Regions from separate parts of the Zea mays genome. Here region 2 is linked to region 1. A link is a contact called in public Hi-C data. All regions are on one chromosome and are shown on one strand. The core of a region is the stretch at or near the end of the contact, and the rest is flanking DNA. Distances in the headings are between cores, read along the strand shown.

Evidence for each region. A called contact is a pair of places that touch in the nucleus more often than the background predicts.
Region 2: a Hi-C map of endosperm shows a contact between it and region 1, with 2.5 times the contacts expected there. The contact joins the enhancer-like site here to the promoter of LOC100382223 in region 1. A contact is called at or near these places in 2 of 25 Hi-C or Micro-C datasets (endosperm and leaf).

What each region holds. Positions count from the first base shown.
Region 1 is chr9:112,740,738-112,744,277 of Zm-B73-REFERENCE-NAM-5.0, forward strand. It overlaps LOC100382223, which reads left to right and starts at 1,768. Exons shown (of 1, transcript NM_001174979.1): 1 at 1,768-3,520. The coding sequence starts at 1,889. The coding sequence ends at 3,046.
Region 2 is chr9:112,867,259-112,870,798 of Zm-B73-REFERENCE-NAM-5.0, forward strand. No RefSeq gene overlaps it. Among protein-coding and RNA genes, the nearest start is that of LOC100281837, 16 kb to the right of the region's middle. Within about 2 kb of position 1,618, at least 19 of the 20 cell types and tissues checked have an H3K27ac peak or open chromatin away from gene starts, as enhancers often do. A contact at or near this core is called in endosperm and leaf, where this site is marked.

The sequences.
Region 1 (3,540 bases), core at 518-3,017:
ACCAACTAATTGCATTGACCGACCGCTGTTGTCGCGTCCCCTCTCAGGCCCGTCCCATGCCCAAACGCTGGAAAAATCTATCGGCAGCAAATAGTCGCGTCCAAGTTGATTATTTGATCCATATATTATTATATCACGGTGCAACAAAGATGGAATCGTTACAAAAAAAAAATGCACAAGGTTTCCATCCATTTCGATATCAGGTTTGTTGGAGACTAATCTCGGGTGGCTGTTGTCGGAGGAAAAGACGGTGGTCGCAGTACGGTCCGCACCGACACAGGGAAAACGAGCAGCACGAGTCTCCAGGCTCGTGTCGAGAGCGCATCGGTACCGGAGAGGTCGGTGCCTCGGACGGCCTGCGCGTGCAGAGCCCAAACTCTCACGCACACGCACCGACGCAGCGCCATCTCTCCTCTTTCATCCGAAACCCACGGAGACAGAGCACGGCAGCGTGTAGCAGTGTCAGTGTGTAAATAAATAAATAAATAAATAAATAAAAATAGACATACTTCTACGAAACTATAAAAGTTATTAGAGAGAAATTAAAAAAAACCAGAAAATGGCATATATGGGAGTGATGAGAGGAAATAAATTGGAAACTTCTCGGCCAGGACAAATGGGCCCCACGCACGCCGCACATTCTCGTAGCTACGTACTAGCTTTCCTTTCCTTTGCGGACACGCCCGTCCGCGCCCACCAGGCCCACTGGACTGCTGTCCATCACGGCTGTACAGTACTAGTACATGCACCTCTCGCCGGGCCCACAAGCGGCCCTCCTCCTCCTGTCCTGGCCTCCTCGGGCCAGGAGCCAAGTTGCTGCCGTCGCGTCGGTCGTCGACTCGTCGTGATCGCGGGCAGCGCAGTAGCTGCCGCGTCCTTGGGTCCGTGCCTGGGTGGCGGAAAACTCGTACGCGTACGGCCAAACAAGCTCGAAGAATCACCGGAGCCGGCCGCTGGCCAGATCCAATCCAACAAGAACCGGATGGACCGAGCTTCACGGCAATCGTTTCGAAATCCGGCCACGCGGCCGTGGCATGTTGTAACACTTGAACCAAAGCACGACGAGCCCGAACCGATTCCCGGTTGCAGTGAGGGGTATTACTTCGCCTTCGTTTCAAAATAATTGCCACAAAGACCATTCTTTCCTCAAGTTCCTGTGGCTGTTCCTGGCCACATTCACCCTGTGCAGTAGTACTCCTGCATGGATGCACAAGCACAAAGACCATTCTTTCCGATCGTGCACCGCCCACTTTTGTTGGTCAAAGCATCCAACATCCAGCACCATTGCAACACGATGAGGGGCGGATCAATGGCACTTTTGTGGTGTCAAATTCTGGACTGGATTGAGTGGTTCACTGTTTTCTGGTCTGGAACCGTTTCCGACTTGGAACCTTCAAGGCAACCGAACACGGGGACGCCACATCCTGGGGACGATATGGCCACCATGGTGACACCGTCGGCGATGGAAATTGAGGTCTTATTTACGTAGTGTAGTTTAAAGTAGAAAACGCTGTAGGCATTCCATGGAGAGGCGAAGCCTTATTGCTGCGTGCCAAGTTCGGGACGATGAAGAACGGGCTCCGGCGCTGCCAGCCTGCCACCATGGGCTCTCATTCGGGAGAAGACAGAAGAACGACTGTGGGTTGGAAAGGGCTGTAGCTGTAGTTGCCCTTGGCAGGAGGGGAGGAGTGGAGGACGCCAGCTGAGAAAAGCCGCACGACTTGGCACTTGCCCAGAGTCCACTCACCTCTATAAATTCGTGCCCACCCCGCTTCAGGTTCCATTCCTCATCACCAAGCCGAACCACAGAGCTCCCCCACACCCACAGCGGGGTGAAGCGAATCGCATCAAATTCGACCGAAGAATCGCGCCGCTCGGCCCGGCCACCATGAGCTTCTCGTCCATGAGCAAGCAGCAGGTGCTGGACGCCGGTGACGGGGAGGGGGAGGAGGTCATGGAGCTCATCCCGGGCCTGCCGGAGGAGGTGGCCGAGAAGTGCCTCCTCCACCTGCCCTTCCTCTACCACCGCCTCTTCCGCACCGTCTCCTCCACCTGGAACCGCTTCCTCACGGACGCCCTGGCCAAGCCACTGCTGTTCCCTCACGCGGCGGGGGCGGGGACCGCGGCCACGGGGTCGGTGCCCTTCCTCTTCGCCCTCGCCTTTGACCCCATGTCGCGGCGCCTCCAGTGCCAGGCGCTCGACCGTTTCTCGAGGAAGTGGCTCCTGCTCCCGCCGGTGCCCGGCGGCGCCGCGGCCGGGTCGTTCGCGGTGGTGGGGCTCCCCCGCCGCGGCCAGATCTACGTGATTGGGGGCGTCGAGGAGGGCGGCGACAAGGCCGTGACGAGCGTGGCGGTGTACAGCGCCGCGCGGAACGGGTGGGAGGAGGCGGCGGCGATGCGGACGCCCCGCGGGTACATGGCGGCCGGGGAGGTGGGAGGGCGGGTGGTGGTGGCCGGGGAGGACGGCGAGGCGGAGGTCTTCGACCCGGAGGCCGGGCGGTGGTCGCCGGCCGCGCCGCGCCGCGGCGCCGCCGTGGCGCGGTACGACGCGGCGGCGGCGGGCGGGAAGCTGTACGTGACGGAGGGTTGGGCGTGGCCGTTCGAGCGCGCGCCGCGCGGCGCCGTGTACGACGCCGCCGCGGACTCGTGGTGCGAGATGGCGCGCGGGATGCGGGAGGGGTGGACGGGCTCCTGCGCCGTCGCCGGCGGCCGGATGTATATCGTGGCGGAGTACGGGGAGTGGCGGCTGAAGCGGTACGACGAGGCCCGGGACGAGTGGCGGATGGTGGCCGGCACCGGGGTGCCCCCCGAGGTGCGCCGGCCGCACGTGGTCGCTGGCGAGCTCGGGGAGGTCGCTGGCGGGAGGCGGAGGATATACGTCGTCGGCGCCGGGCTCGACGTCGCCGTGGGCACGGTTTCTGCCGCCGCATCCGCCGCCGCCGCGGTACCCGGCGTCGAGGACGAAGTGGTGGAGTGGGAGGTGGTCAAGGGCTCCGCCGAGTTCGCCGGGATGGCGCCCTGCAACGCGCAGGTCCTATACGCTTGAGGCGCCGCCGGACCCCGCCTTCGGGTAGAACGTCCGCAAACCGATGGTTCGGTACCAGTCGGCGCACCCACAGGGGTCCACCAGCCCCGTGCCGCATCACGTCGCCGGCGAAGCGCATACCTAGCCCACATGTCAGTGGAACGCGACGGCTCCCGCTCCATCGTCTCGCCGGCAGGAGCGAGTGGCTTGCTGTTCCTGTTCCTGCTAGGAGAGAAGTATATAGATGACCCAGAAGAAACCAGATGCGCAAACGCAGCTGCACAGGCTCGCAAGTCGCAACGTGGTGGTCTGGTGGACGAGTGTGTGAACCGTGAGCGAGCATTGATGGCACTAGAGAAAGGCTGAAAAATCTTTTCTTCCATGTGGGGCCGAGGAAGTGTGCAAGCAGTAGAACTTATTTTTCTTTTCAGGCTTTTTTTTACCTGTGTATATTGGATTTTGGTAAAGACTTTATTTGCGTTCGTCGCAATGCACAAACATCCGGATCGAACCGT
Region 2 (3,540 bases), core at 368-2,867, 130 kb after region 1:
ACTAGTTGATTGGGGGTGTAGTGGACCTACAATGTATAAGGTAATAAGCATATTTTACGGTGAATACTCCATCTTCTTGGAACTCTTGCTATTACTTATCTTTCCTCCGTAGGAGCCTCACATGAACACATACGAGAATCACCTCTCTTCTCAATCGACTTGCATTTGAGCCTTCTTGCACCGATCTTATGTGCACTCGGAGCGTTGGGAGGCAAGCCTTAGAATTGCTATCTGTATCTACGACATCTGCTAGGGTGTGCAGGTTATCAAGTTTTTGGGAAGTGTTGCCACGACTGCTCGCTGGTAATCTCCTTTTTGTCATTGATTGGAGGATTGTTTTCTTTCTCTTCCTCTCGATGGACGTCTAAGGGATAACACTGCGAACAACTACCTACATCGACTATAGTATGCTACTTGCCTACTTTCACCAGCACATGTTGTGGACTCGCGTGAATGGAGCTACTTGCATGGGTCCCTTTCCTTCTCTAAAGTTATTGACTTCAGTACAGTTTCTGCTACGATCAATATAATTTTTATGTATATGTGTGTTATTATTGTAAGTAGTACTATTTGGCATGTATCTATCTAAATATATGTGTATCATCACAAATCTACTATGATATTCTTAATAAAATAAAATATAAAATATGTAAATTTTTGTTAGGGCATGCCTTGGAAGAGCCGGGGACCAGTGCTGCTTTTATCGGAGCATTGTTATGCTATGTTAGAGGGAGCTTAGGAAAGAGTTAATGATGGCTGCAGGGGCTAAACTACTTAGGAAGTAGTGTGTGCATATGCGCCCCCAGAAATTTATAAAACTAGTGATTTAGGCTAAACTTTTACTATATATATATAACACCTACAAATTGTTATTATGCATCCTCGAGACATGAGTACCCTCTTCTGATTTACTCTAGCTTCGTCACTGGCTGGCTGGATTTTACGATGGTCACAAAACTTATTTGTGGATTCCTGATCAAACTGTTGGCATCTGATCATGCATGAAACTTACAAAAGACTGCTCGTTGATCATGAATAAAACTTAAAAAAACTTGTGCTTCTCCTTTTTGCTGTTGATGTGATCTTCGTCTTCTTTCTCTTGCTCTTTGCTCTTCATAAACGTCCGAGGGACAATCTTCGTGGGTTCCTGATCAAACTACTAGCACCTGATTGTGCATGCATGAAACTTTGAATGGATACAACTATATCAGCAAGAGACATGTAAGCACTCATTGTTGTCAGCAACTGGCGCTAGCCAATGATGGTTTTTCGCCCAATCATGCTGCTGCGAAAAGCCCGAGCGGAAACATATGGAAAAGAAAAGGGAAAAAAAACTGCAACGTCTTTTTGTGCAATGAGCGAGAAGGAGGGAGGCTCATGGATTGCCGGAGGCGCAAGCAAAATCTTCTGGAAAATTCCGATGGCGAAGCGTCGGAAAATCCATTACGTTTTCGCTAAATGCGGCGATCACGTGAAGAAAGCTTCACAGCACGGGGAGGTGGGCCCGCACGAGACGTTGCCCCGCGGAACCAATCGCCTTCCCATCGAGTTGGTGTTGCCCCGACCCCACAGCCCTGATCCGGTACGCACAGAACACTAGTAGACCACCATGCCAAAGGACAATGTCCTGACCCTCCCGTTGACCCCTTCAAGCTGGCAACACGGCCACATGGGGAGCCACCGCACGGGATCGCCAGCTTTACGAAATGACGGCATCCGGTTCGTCAGCGGCACCCGCGCGTAATGACGCTTCTGCCCCTCCACCGGGTGTCGCGAGCCGACGCGTCCGCGTCAGGGCTCAGGCGTGCGGTGGGTCAAGATTCCCGGGGCCGGACGGACCCTGTGACTCAACGCTGCCGAGTCGCCCGCTCTTCACGCTAAATTACCAGACTGCCCATCTCTATCCTGTCGCAGCAAATCCAAAACCCAAATTTCCAGACCTGAAAGGAAAGCTTTGTCCATTTCTAGCGAAATGCTACTATATACGTACTGATTCTCCTAGGAACTCGTTACTTGCGGTACCATTGGCTCTTGGCATGAAAAATTCCCATTTCCAACAGGGAGCGAGTGTGCTTCGTGACAAATATGGTATTGTCAAATTTGTTTTAAATAATACTGACTTCGATCGTACCATCACTGCCACTGGAGTGGTCTTCTACCATTTCAATATTACTCTGTATATGGTAGCTTCCGACAAAAACAGTGTACAAACAGTATAAAGTGGTATAAATTAAAATTAAGCGAACAAGCTATACTAGTTTTTTTTTGGGAATAGGAGGTGCACAATGTCTATTGAGAAATGTATTGCATCGGGATATAGCTACATATATGACTGAAATCACAAAAAGTGTGGTGCAAGATTTTATGACATCCTATAGTTCTGCGACGGTGACTAATGGAAATATGTCCTACCGTTCAAAGTGTGTAAGATGCAGACATGCAGTTGAAAAATGACCCCTTTCTGAATCTTCCAAGAAGCAAAAGGGCGTGTGAATTCGATAAGCACAACATGCAGTTAAAGGACATGACACGGTGGATATAATTGACCTAAAATACAACGCATTATTAAAATCTCTACAAAAATTTAATAAACATGTGGTATAGTATGGTGGGTATACAGAGATTTTAGCAACATTTATTAAAAATAAAATCGTATGTTAAGGAGAAATTCGTTAATTAAGTTCAATAGTATTTGCCGTCATTTATTTGAGTTTTCTTTTAAATCGTATTATAATAATCTATCGTCGAATGCATTGCATTATAGGAAGAAGAGAGTAAACATCATGACGGGCATACGACATAACCTGTTGTTTTCCTTTCCTATTGAGAAGATCTTTGTGAGGTTGACGTTAGATAATGTACAAGGAAACATCTATAGTTATCAATTTTGAAATTTGTCTGCTCAATCCATCTGCACTAATAATAATAATAATAATAATAATAATAATAATAATAATAATAATAATAATAATAATAATAATAATAATAATAATAATAATAATAATAATAATAATAATATCGATAGGATGAACGTTAATTTGCCTGTACAGTAACACCATGCATGTGCCTGTATAATTATTAGTATGGTTGGGACCGTAAGGGGTACTTTGGACATTTAGCCTGCCCCAAGATCTGTTTAGGTGGCAGAAAAAGTTGAACTGATTTTGACAGGCATCGAATCACCGGCTGATTATTGATACTCACATGTGCAATTTTCTAACGGTGGAGTTGACGGTGTGAGCTCTCTAAAGCTAATCTTTGTCTTTTTCAGCTTTGTTGAGTGTACAGGTTGCACCTTGTGGCCCTTATACTACCTTAGACGACGGTTGCTTTCAAAATATCTTTAGTTGTGTTCTGAAGCCCCTACGTCCATTCGATCTATGCTAAATATTAGCTTAATACTTCCTTTATTTATTTATTTTTGCTAAGTTTAACTGCCTCGTGTTATTTAATTTTTTTTGAAAAAAATAAAAAAAATCAAAGTCATACTTAAAGTGTATTGTATGCTAAGCGATATCAATCAATAATGATTATGATTAT